2 separate regions of the Arachis hypogaea genome follow, and region 1 is linked to region 2. Evidence: chromatin contacts called from public Hi-C data. All regions are on one chromosome and are shown on one strand. The core of a region is the stretch at or near the end of the contact, and the rest is flanking DNA. Distances in the headings are between cores, read along the strand shown.

The links. Hi-C and Micro-C count contacts between places; a contact is called where the count stands out from the background.
Region 1: a Hi-C map of leaf shows a contact between it and region 2, with 2.3 times the contacts expected there. The contact joins the promoter of LOC112743897 here to the promoter of LOC140178698 in region 2. A contact is called at or near these places in 2 of 8 Hi-C or Micro-C datasets (both in leaf).

Annotation. Positions count from the first base shown.
Region 1 is chr14:121,346,748-121,353,322 of arahy.Tifrunner.gnm2.J5K5, forward strand. LOC112743897 (protein PIN-LIKES 6) reads right to left here and starts at 4,503. Exons shown (of 11, transcript XM_072214786.1): 1 at 3,771-4,503; 2 at 3,506-3,585; 3 at 3,255-3,379; 4 at 2,441-2,562; 5 at 1,972-2,196; 6 at 1,464-1,538; 7 at 895-995; 8 at 434-486; 9 at 118-306. The coding sequence starts at 3,974.
Region 2 is chr14:120,949,561-120,955,408 of arahy.Tifrunner.gnm2.J5K5, forward strand. It overlaps LOC140178698 (sucrose transport protein SUC1-like), which reads right to left and starts at 2,321. Exons shown (of 1, transcript XM_072215925.1): 1 at 1,833-2,321. The coding sequence starts at 2,321. The coding sequence ends at 1,833.

The DNA of each region.
Region 1 (6,575 bases), core at 3,253-5,752, 400 kb after region 2:
GTGTTCAGAAGTGTTGTGCTAGGGATTTGTGTACCTTTTTAAGGTTTAACCCTAGCAATGTTCAGAAGTGTTCCTAAAAGTGAGGGCTAAGATGGATAAGAGATGTTTATGGCATACCTGAAAGAACTGATGTTGGCATTGAATGCTGAATGAGTAGGACAAACCGAAACATTTTATCATCAGGTGGCAGAAAACCAAGCTTGTCAGCCGTCATTACAATGGCAAGTCCAGCGGGAGGCACTAAAACCAGCCGCCCAAAAATGATAGCAGCAGTTGTCCGAAAACCAAGTTTTGAACTTCCAGGTCCTGCAGACAGATAACCATGATTCATTTATATATTCCTGTTGTAAGAACCAATACATGGAATCCAATACACATGATAAATGAAATTAGATTAAATATGACACTTGTGACAAGAGCTTTATGAAATTACCATCAACAAGGTTTCCTCCTAGTGCCAACAAAATGCACGGAATCATGGCCTCCCTGATCATTAATTAAAGTAACTATTAGCCAGTATCAATAGATTCATAACCATCGCTAATCTAAGACCATGTGACATAGTTTCTTAACATATATTTGATGCCCAACTATTCATGGATGACCTCATAAACAAGATTGAAATGTTTTCCTAACAATACATTTTTGTATAAAGTATTCATTTTGCAAGTAAGCAGATTTTAATTCTACAAGTTAAAAGGAAATAATAAGGTGAAACTATGTACAGGTCTACTTCCTTGTTATTTCAGATATAATCAAGGTTATTATATGCATGTGTTTCCCAAAGAAAAATGTAAAATTTCCATAAGTTGGTATGCTGTTTCCACAGAATAATGAATACTTACAAAAGAACACAAACTAAATAAAAGGATTTACTGCAATCAATATGCATACCCAAGTATCATGCAGCTGTCAGTGAAGAAGAATAATGGGGCATCAGGTGTAAAGATGAGTTTCTTGAGAAATGGGACTGCACCAAGTACCATGGCCAGAATCTGCGAAAACATGCGTAATACACCAAGAAAAAAATCAACTTCGTTTGTCTACTGGCACAAGAATCCATTTACCAAAATAGTGAAAATACGACAACTAAACCAAGCTCCAAGTTTTACTTGCTAATAAAGATATATACCAAGGGTGTTTGCTCTGGGTACGTGATGATTATCACTAGATAAATCCATAATCCTCATATGACATCTATAAGACTCGGCATGTACACTGCTGATTACTAGAATTATTTTTTTTTCTTTTTTAATGCACAAATTTGTTTCTATAATTGCTCTAAAAGATATTGAAGAAAAAGTATCATATATAAACTGGATTGCCATACCAGGACAAGTAAGAAATAACCTTACTTTCCAACCAAAGACAGCAACACAAAAGGAAGGGATATGAGGACACCTAGCATCTAGAATGAGGAAAAGAAAAAACATCAATTATAGGTCTAACAAAGAGAAGCTTACCGATGCGATGATAGGGGGTTGAATAATTTGCTTAAGCTTCAACTTCTCATAAAGAAATGCCCAGATATCTTTAATCTGCACTAGCAACCATGTGTAAACATTGGATCCAGAGAAGAAGAAAAGTAATCGAGGATAGGCATATCTAAATAGGCACTGCATGGATTGTGCAACACATAAAAAATTAAACCATCAATTCACAAACAAAAAAGGAAGATTTTGGCAATTGGAGTTGAAAGACATAAACATCAGAATCATATTAAAATTCCTGTGCCTGTTAAGTTTGAGAAGTTATGACAACTGAGCCTTGTCCCATTAGGTGCGAATATGAAGTTATATAAACTTAAACTTAAACTTCTACAAAAAATTATCATGAAAATGATACTCATCAAATAACATGAATAAAATAAAATAACACAGAAAATAATAATAATAATAATAATAATAATAATAATAATAATAATAATAATAATAATAATAATAATAAATCTCTTCATCAAGTTAATCTCACCTTCCATTCCCTTGAAGCATTTGATGCTGTCAAAATGACCTCTTCCTTTTGGGTTTCCTCCTCCTTTGGAGCAAGCAATGGAGTTGTTCGTTGATTTTGTTCAGGTGAGCCATCATTATTTGGAGCACCCTTCAGTGGAATGCTTTCATTATCAATGTCAAATGTGCCTTCTGGAGGAGGAGCCAACATATTAAATACATACGTGTATAGGATGATAGCACCAACCTGCGACAGATTAATATTAATAACTCCCGAGTCCTGTGTATGTTTTCTAGAACAATATACTCTTGATCTTAAACAATATACTCTGAGTCCTGAGTATATACTTAAACTATTCTACATTATATCAACCACCCTGAACTTAAGAGTTAATATTGTAGCTGATTATGTGAATAAGTTATAAGTCAAGGCACTAGAATTCAATAACTGAGACACGATGGAGTTATCAAGAAGATATCTATGAACCTACCCACTGGCCAAATGATATATAGGCAGTTCCATCTGTGCTGCATTTTTCAGTGTCACCAAAAGGATTGGATGTGTCTCGACATAAAGCAGCAATCAGGACAAGCGGCACGTTCCCAATATTCCCTGTATAGGAATTTGCAGCGATATAATTAAATTTAACACAAGAAAAACCCAACATATAAAACACAGAATCAACATATCTGCTCTTAAATTTTATTGTAAACAATTATAACGAATCAATCATTCATTCCTTCTCTTATGATTTAGATGTCAATCAAAGTATAACAAGAAAAGTTCGTGTTTTTTCCACTAAGTAAGGTCGGTTGTATGAATCAAACAACGCCATTGTTTTTGTTAGAAACCATGTATGCCCAGAACCCATTGAAAGCAAGCCACGCTTCATGGCTTTGGCCATATTTGATTATAGTTTGTAGTGACAATTGCAACGTGTTTTCTTCATAACTTTTTTTTTTCTCTACAACCCTACCAGCATATTGGTCAACCCAGTATGTTGCCCCCCATGTAAACTATTCTTCGTACTTGGTTTCTATAAATCTAATTTACTTATGACAAAACCACGTAAGGTAAAATTACACTACCCTTTCAAAATATATCCATCCCGACTTTCTCTTTAATGCAAATTCCTAACCTTATGATCTAAAGCATCCACTCAACCGGAACAAAACTCTCACTCCTGCAAATTATATTCCTCTATTGCTTTTCTTTACAACATTCAGTCCTGACTCTCATGTCATCATAATCAGAAGTGCAGATAAAAAAAAAGACAGAGAGCATAAAAAGGACTATTTGATTACCTATTCCAATATGTACAATTGTAAACTTGAAGAAAGGGTATGGGGGGCGGATGATGGAGGCGACAATAAAACCAATTATTGAGCCTGATATGCTACTCAGCACAACGTTGACTGGAATAAACCACCTGCAAAAAAATCAGAGCTCAAATAATTGATGATGTGTGTCGGTAGTGAGTGTGATTTATCCATAACAATAAATAACAAAATTTAAGGTGGGAGAGTTAATTGAGTACTATTTATTTGTCACCTACCAGGCTAGCATCTTCTCCAGGGTAACAGCTTGTCCCAATTGAGAGAATATCAAGCAGGGTAGCAATAGTGTAAAGACAAGCTACAACAACCGAAAATTGGGTGAGACAAAGAGAAAGACAATGAAAACGAAAGGAGAATTCAATTTCATTTTCTTCTGCTTTGGTCTTTGACACCAGTATCCAAACTCATAATGATTGATGCAAACACAGAACAATTCAACAGATAGAGCAATTAAAAAACAGAGAATAGAAAAGACATATATACCCCATTCAAGAGCTTCCTCCCAGAAGCAGGTAAGATGTTAACATACTTTGAAGCCATGAGGAACCCCAAAAAGCACATGGTGAACACCTTTGCTATTGGTAACACTGCAATCTTGATTGAGTCTAACACTGATTCACCTCCTCCACTTCCAACTGCCCCTTCATTCTGCAACATCATTAGAAACCTCCCAACACTAGTTCCCATTCTTCTTTTCTTTCCTTGATGAACAACTCAATTTAATTCAATCCAATCTGAAAATCCCCCAAAGAGAAGCAAAAAAGGGTGCTTTGGTTTGATTTGAGACTTTCTACAAACAGGTGGAGGGGAGTGTGGTTTTTTCTAAGTCAGAACAAGAACACAGAAATGAAGAAACAAAAAAATAAACCAAAAATAGGAAAGAAGTAAAAAAGAAAGAAGATTTATTATAAGGAGGCTACGCCTGCATGAGCACGTGCACAAGAACAATGTGATTCCCCTTGTTTCTTTCTTCTCTTCTCTTCTATTCTCTACCTCTCTACAGAGACGTAGAAACAACACTCACTCACAATCACAACCAATAGAGGGGGAGGAAGAAAAGAAAGTGTGTGTGATAGAGAGAGAGGAATCACATTCCCATTCACTTATCATAATTACACATACACGAATCTATTTTTTTTTGGTCACTATATACACGAATCTAATTTAATTCTAATTTTATAAATAAAACTCTGTTTTATTTTTATTAGAGAAGAAGGTAAGCAAGTCTTTTAAGTAGCATTTATTTTGAGGTATTGAGATAGAGATTAGAAGATTGAGATTCAGTATAGAGACTGGTACTAAAATTGTTGTCTCAATTTCCAAAATTTCAGTATTTCAGTACCTCCAAAAAGTAGGAACATATGGAGATTAAAATTTTTAGAGATTGAGATCTTTATACAAATTAAATTAAAACTTCATTCTTATTTTAATTTCTGTCTGCCACTTTGTACCAAATAGAATACTGAGATTTATTTCAATATCTATCTTAGTTCCTATTTTTCAGTCTCAATTTTTTCGTTTCTGCCTCTCCATCAAATGCTATCTTATTTTTATTAAGAAGACAAATAAATTCTTCCACAAATTAAATTATAAATAAATTATTATTTTTGTAAATAGAAGATACAAATTTTTTTAATGATAATTTCAATAAAATATCTATGTTTTTAGTTTATAAAAATAAAAAGTTTATTTGTAATTAAATTTAATAAATTTTTTTTGAGATAGAAAGTTAAGGATTTATTTATTTATTTTATTAGAAAAAGGTTGAAGTGTCAATTCTTAATTCAAATCTAATATACATGAATGAATATGGCATATAAATACAAGAAAGGGAGCTGTCGTTGTTATATGTTTCATATGATTATTATTTTGTTTATTATTTATGATGAGTTAAATTTAGTTATCTATAATATTTCTTAATTTGACATATCAATTAATCTGTTAGATATATTTAAGAGGAGTTGAATGAAATATGGAAGAAGGGGAGTTACAGGAAAGAAATATCAAATGTGTCAACCGGAAATCTGAAATTGAATGGCAGGGGAATCTCGTCTATTGACAATTAATTACTCCTTTTTTTTGTTTTTTTTTTTCCTAGAAACAGTCTATTTTCCAACTCTAAGTCAACTACTGAACCACTCAACTACTCTTCTATTTAATTTTTTTTTTTGGACCTGCTCTTCTATTTAATTTTGAACTTGGTTTCTTTTCTAATTTTTAAAATTTGAATTTATTGATAAAAAATATAAGAAAAGTTTTAAGTATATCGAAAATACTGGTTCCAGTTGTTTCTGTTGATCTGGATTATAAATAATATATATAATATATATTAATTGAAATTAACGGTTAAAACAACTAAAATACCGATATTTTCTATACATTTAAAATTTTTCCAAAAATATAAACATATTATATGCATAAAAAATCAATTACCAATAAAATATTATGTATTTGTTTATATTTATATATGTTATTTCATTCATTTTTCTAATAAACTAATTAATCATTTAAATAATCAAATGTTTCCCGGAACATTTGTTTATAAAAAATGTTAGGATTAAGTACGATTTTGATTTCTAAGATATAAATCAAAAAATTTTTTGTTTCCAACTTTTTTTGCATACAAAATCGTCCCTAAGATTTAATTTGGTTTTAAAATCGTTTTTCGAACCAAATTACTCTCTCCTTCTTCATTAAAATACTCAGTTTCTATTCTTCTTTTTCTTTTTCTTCAACTAAAATTTCTACAGCAGCACCAAAATTTCAATTAATATTTTAACAGTAGCAACAAAATTTCAACTAATAAATATTAAAAAATCAAAAATAGAATTTTAACTTACAAAATATCAGAAGCAGAAGAATAAAATCAGAATCAGAAGCAGAAGAACGATAGAATCAATCAAAATGAAATCAGAGTCAACAACAACAATGTGATTAACAAAATCAACAAATCTAACAATGTAATTAATAAAAGAAACATAAGTAGAATAGGTGGAATTGCAGTGACAGTGTTGGCCGCTGCTGGTGGAAGTGGAACAGGGGTTATCCTCTGTGTCTGGTTCAGCGAGAGAAAAGCTGATGAAGATGGTGACGTCCCTAACAGCTTGTTGGAGAAAAAAAGCCAGCTTCGGTGGTCTCAGTTCAATGAGAAAATTGAGGACAAGAAAGGGTGAACGGCTAGGTTAGGAAGGACGAATGAGAGAGACGTCGCGGTGGCTTGGGTATCAACAGTGGTGCTAGGGATCGGGGGATTTTAAGTTCGAGGAGAGGGGATAAAGAGTTCGCTGC
Region 2 (5,848 bases), core at 1,071-3,570:
TTTGATTAACTAGAAAAATACTTTAAAATAGTAAATTGAGTATAAATTCAAGGGTTTGGGAATAGGAAAGGAAAGGAAGTCTAAGGTTTTTAATGAAAAAGAGGAAGAAAGTTATTTTAAGAGATATGAAGAAAAACATGTGGTGTTAATTTGGAGGCGAGTTTAGTGAGTTATTTAAAGGTTGTCTTTGAAATTGAGGTGTAATTTAATGACAATTGAGTTGTTTGAGGTCTGGTGATGATCTTGGATAATTATAGTGCTGGATAATTATAGTAGTGTGGAGTGATGACTGTGATTGATAATGTTGGTCATGATATTGATGACAAGATTTGTGATGAATGAAACATGGTTGAGAATGATGTGGATATTGAAGAATTATGATTGAAATATTCATATGACTTATTTATTTGAATTATCTGAGATACGAGTTTCCCTGGGTAAAGTACCGTGGCTTGCCACCATGTGTACCAGGTTGAGACTCGATACTTTGTTGACCCTACGACGTAAGTGTGACCGGGCACTATATAAATTCCCGGAAATGTTACCCCTATTGAGCAATATTGATTATTTGAGAAAAAGCTATGCATAGACTCTTGGGGATGCACGTCGGGGGACAGTCTAAGGACAATTCAGACTTGTCGGGTTGGCTGGATAACCGACAGATGAGCCTCATCAGCCATAGGACAGCATGCACCATATGCATTTGTATGTTTTGATTGAATGTGCAGTTGTTTTGATTTGCCTAATTGCTTAGCCATGTTTATCTGCTACTTGCTTTACTTGCTGTACTTGAATCTTATCTGTGATTTTCTTGTTTGTCCTGTATGTGTATGTTTATCTGAGAGACCTTTTTTAGAGGAGATGTGATGAAGATGTTTTTTTTTTTGTTTGTGGTAATGAAAGTTGAAGTAGGTGGACTAGGTGTTCCCTGAGTATCCTAATGTATGTATTATTTGGATAGGAGCGAGCGAGGTAAGTTGGATAGGAAGTCACTAGGCACGTATTTTATCCTTTTTGCTTCTTTAAACTATTCATCTTACTGATTTGTAAATTGAAGGGATTTCTTTAAACACCTTTCAAAGTAAGCTTTGTACCAAACTTTTCAAAAAGGTTATTTCACGGATAAACTGTTTTATGAAGAAATTAATTCTATTTGCAAGTATTTCTTTGCTTTGATGGTATTCCCTTCCCTACTGAGGACGTGTGGTTTGTTCTCACCCCAATATCTTCCACCCTTTCAGTGATAGGTTCGAAGACTCAGTTTGAAGCTGCGGGCGATTATTGACTTTATCTATGCGTTGTGTTACTTCATAGAGTTCCCTCGCTTGTTGCTTAAGATTTTTATTTTATACAGAGGGATAGGTATTGTATCTGAGTTTTATTTTGCTTTACTTGTATAAGATTTATTATTATTAGTAATTATATAATTATTGTTAATTGGTGATGCCTGATATATGATTTTTAATGAGTTATAAACAACTTTATAGCATTTTATTAAAGATTGAAGTGCGAGTTCGAACTAAAAGCTCAATATTAAATAGTTAGTAAGGAAAATAGGTTAGTAACACCTTACTTTTGGTACGATCATGACGTATTGAAGGTTGGGTTGTTACATCTTCTCATTCATCATGGCAGTCGGAAATGAACTGGGTTACTTGGCCACAGTATTTAGTATATTCGATGTTATGTTGGCATTCACCATGACAAAAGCATGTGATAGGTTCTGCACAAATGCGAAAAGCATATATATTTTTTCAATCCTTCTTCTATCGTTATTGACGGCTGTGGCTCTGTTCTGCGTCCAGAACAAGATAGCATTACCTAAGGAGGAGTCAAGTGTGAGGGAAGAGGGAAGAGGAGTCAAATGCTTCCGAGAAATGTTTCGGACCATGAAGAGGCTGAATAACATGTTGGGTTTTATTCCGCCTCTTCATGGTCCGAAACATTTCTCGAAAGCATTTAACTTGTGCGCATCTGTCATCATCCTCTTCTCTCCCACTTGACTCCTTCTCAGGTAATGCTAGCTTTTTCTGGACGCAGAACACAACCACAGCCGTCAATAACTGTAGAAGAAGGATTGAGAGAATTGATATGCTTTTCATATTTGCGCAGAACCTATCACATGCTTTTGTCACGGTGAATGCCAACAAAACATCGAATATGCTAAATAAGGTAGCCAAGTAACCCAGTTTATTTCTGACTGCCATGAAGAATGAGAAGAATTGGTATGCCAGTCTGATCTTTGGTTGGTCTCTGCTAGCAAGATCATCTAGGAAGTCTCTGCAGCGGGCATCGATCATGTTGATCGAAATCTCCAACATCTATAATCCGATCCCAAAAATGATTAAGGCGCGATGCTGAGTATACTCGGAGAGGTTGTCTCCAAAGGCGTGCCCAATGTCTTTGGCGAATCTAATTGTCAAAAAAGCTATGGTGGGGCCAACGGCACCCGCAAACATAAAAGGACGGTGCTGCCACCCGAGTTTACAGGTGTTCTGAACTAAGTAAGGGATGGAACTCAGAGCTAGAAACGGCGCCGATGAGCCACACCAAAGAGATCCATTTATCCGGTATTCTGAACTCCACAAAGATTGGTATTAGCTATGCTATCTGGACAGCGTTGACAAGGAGGATCCTGACAACAATGGAGGCCACCAAAACAAGCTTCCACATTGAGATTGGCTCCGCCGGTGTGGAGCCTGATTCTGTCGGTGAACTCATGGCTATTGAAGAAGAAGGTATGTAACTGCGCACAAAGAAGAGAGTTTGGAGGGAGGTAGAAGGTATCAGGCACAAAGAGGAAGGTATTAGAAAGTGGGCAAAAAGACGAGCAGCTTTGGAGGGAGGTAGTCCTCTGCTACTCAAGAGGTGGGTTAAAATAAATCATCATCACCTTATTTTTCTTCAACCAAAGCTTTAGTTTAACAAACTCTTATTTTAACTCACCTCTTGTCCAGCCAAGGACTACCTCCCTCCAAAGCTTCTTCTCTTTGTGCCCACTTTCGAATACCTTCCTCTTTGTGCCCGCTATCTTCTACCACGCATGCAAGCCTGCACGTGAAGATCATGTATTTCTACAGATTTCATAACAACAATATTATTCATAACAACAATATTATTCATATTATACATGTGTGATTTAATTTATTTTCAATGAGTATTTGTATTCTAATATATATTTTATATTGATGGCCGACTTTAATAACTGATTTTAGTGTACATATAACATAGTCGTTCTCATAATGCATGCACTAACATAAACTTGAGTGATATATTGGGCTTTAAAATAATAGATATGCTAGATAATTTAGTGCTTCATAAAATAAAAAGAACAAATTATTCTCTTAAAAAAGTCTTAAATAAATATGTTTAAATAGGATAAGTATCCTTTACATAACTGTTCTATTTATAGATCCTCACACTTGGATAATTGTAGCCAACAAATTTAATATCATCAATTATCTCTCATCTCAATCAAACATCAAGGATCAAAATCATCACCAATTATCACAACCTTTCTCTCTTTTGCTTCATTTGATTCTAGGGAGCCATCTTTTACCGTGGTCATTGAATTGGACTCATCATCCATGTTGCTGGAAGATATACGTGAAATTTGTAAGCGTAGACTTGAAGTAGAATACAAGAAAGGCTTAGGAAGAAATGGTATTGAGTGCAGTGATCTTTTTATCATTTCTACTGCTTTATTAATTGATGGTCTATGTGATGAATTTGTTTGAAATTGAATGTATCATAAACTCATTAAAAATATTTTTTTTTATCAGATCATTTTCTTCATCTGTCACAAGTGAGTGAATATGAGATAGTATGTTACCTTATTCAAGATCTTTGTAAATCCAATCTGAGAAGTACATTTCGCTGGAATTTGACCGTCTATTCTCGTAGTTCTTTCTTCCTCCAACCATTTCAAGAATTAACATGCCATAACTATATACATTAGATTTGTGCAAAACACTACCATTAATGCGACTAAATACTTCAGGTGCAATATATCCAATTGTTCCTCTTCTTCCCAATATGGACACAATACTCTCTTTCTTTTGACATATCTTGACTAATCCAAAATAAAAAATTGTAGGACAAAAATCTTCATCCAAAAGAATATTTTAAAATTTAATATCAAGATATAAAATTCTTGTACCACATCTTCAATGCAAATATTCTAATCAACGAGCTATGCCAATTGCAATTTGGTTCCAATCCAAATTGCAAGTAGGAGTTGGAGATCCATTTTCATAAATGAACTTATCCAATGAACTATTAAAATATGAACTTATGAATGAGTGCTCTTATGTTTCTCTCGTTACAAAATTCTAAAAAAAAGATAATGTTCACATGAAATATTCTATTAATACTAGCAATTTCATTTATGAATTCTTTTTCACTCCCTTTTTCATTCATTTATCACTTTCACTGCAACAAGATGACCATCAGATAACTTCCCTTTGTACACAACATTATCCCCCTATATATATATATATATATTGAAAGAACACTTATAATTATAAAAAAAGATTTTTGGTAACAAATTATTTTTTTATACACGTTAACAATGAGATGATGATAATAATTATAAAGAGAAATTTAATTAACTTTAGTGTTTACCTACAACAGTCTTAAAAAGCCGCCAGTTCCACTTTGAAGATGATCCTAAAATGTAAAAGATCAATAACTTAGACATGGTAAAATTAAAGACAAGATTAATACTTAGATAATACATAATAATCTTGTGAAATGCTTATAGCTATGCAGTTTAAACACTTCATCAATTAGCAATATGGAAGTAGCAGTCTTAGTGGTATTAAGGATAGAGAGTAATAGTGTACAAGAGCAGTGTGTAAAACTGCATTGTTGTCTTTCTTTGTATTGCTGTCTTTCTTGATTAGTGACTAGCGTCCTTTTTGATAAGTCTTGAGCTTCAATAGTCACTAGCCATGTATATATATGTATAGCAAACTTGGCTTAGCAAGTATGTGATTCTGAAATAAAATGAAACTTGATTACACTCTCTTTACTAGTTTTTGTCTCTATTTTAATTTTTCTTTTCCTTCCAAACCTATCACTGCTCTTTCTCATAGAGCTGAGCTTACTATTTTTTTCTTTCTCTGAATCTTTTAAGTGGTTCTATAAAACCTTTCAGTTTAATCTTCCCACAATCATAGCGAGTATTAGCACAACTTGTATGGTTATCATCATTGGGGCTTAAGTAAGGAGGAATCTGAATCATTATCAAGAGGATCATTAAGTGCAAATAGCTGAGGATCGTAGTGTTTGTGTTTAATTAACTTGGCAAAATGAATAAGATAGTTAAACAAGATTAAAGGGATACTGCAAGATATGAAATTTCAAAGAAAAGGATAGTAAGTGAGACTTATAAACGTATTGTAGAGTTTAATTTGACTTACATATAGAGTATATGTAATAAGAATATATAGGAATTCAAATATTCAACCTATTTTGGTAATTTTTTAAGATATCATTAAACATTATTTTTACATAACAAGCAGAGTAGCCATCATAGAAAAATTGAATAGAAAAACTAGAGTATAAGATAGCAATGACTCAAATATTTTTTTTCGACTTTTCAAGACATAATCTGTAAGATACAATAAAATTGTTAAATGCGTTCAATGAAAGAGAAAATATTAGTAATGTTTCGGATAGTTTACTTGATTTAAATACAGAATAAAATTGTAATATTATTCATTTTACGTATTATATGAAGAAATTTGAGTATATATCAATGATGTAAAATCAAAATCAAACTAAAACAAACTATATTAAAGTTCTCTTTGTGACAGATTGCACAGTGAGACAGAGATTTGATTCT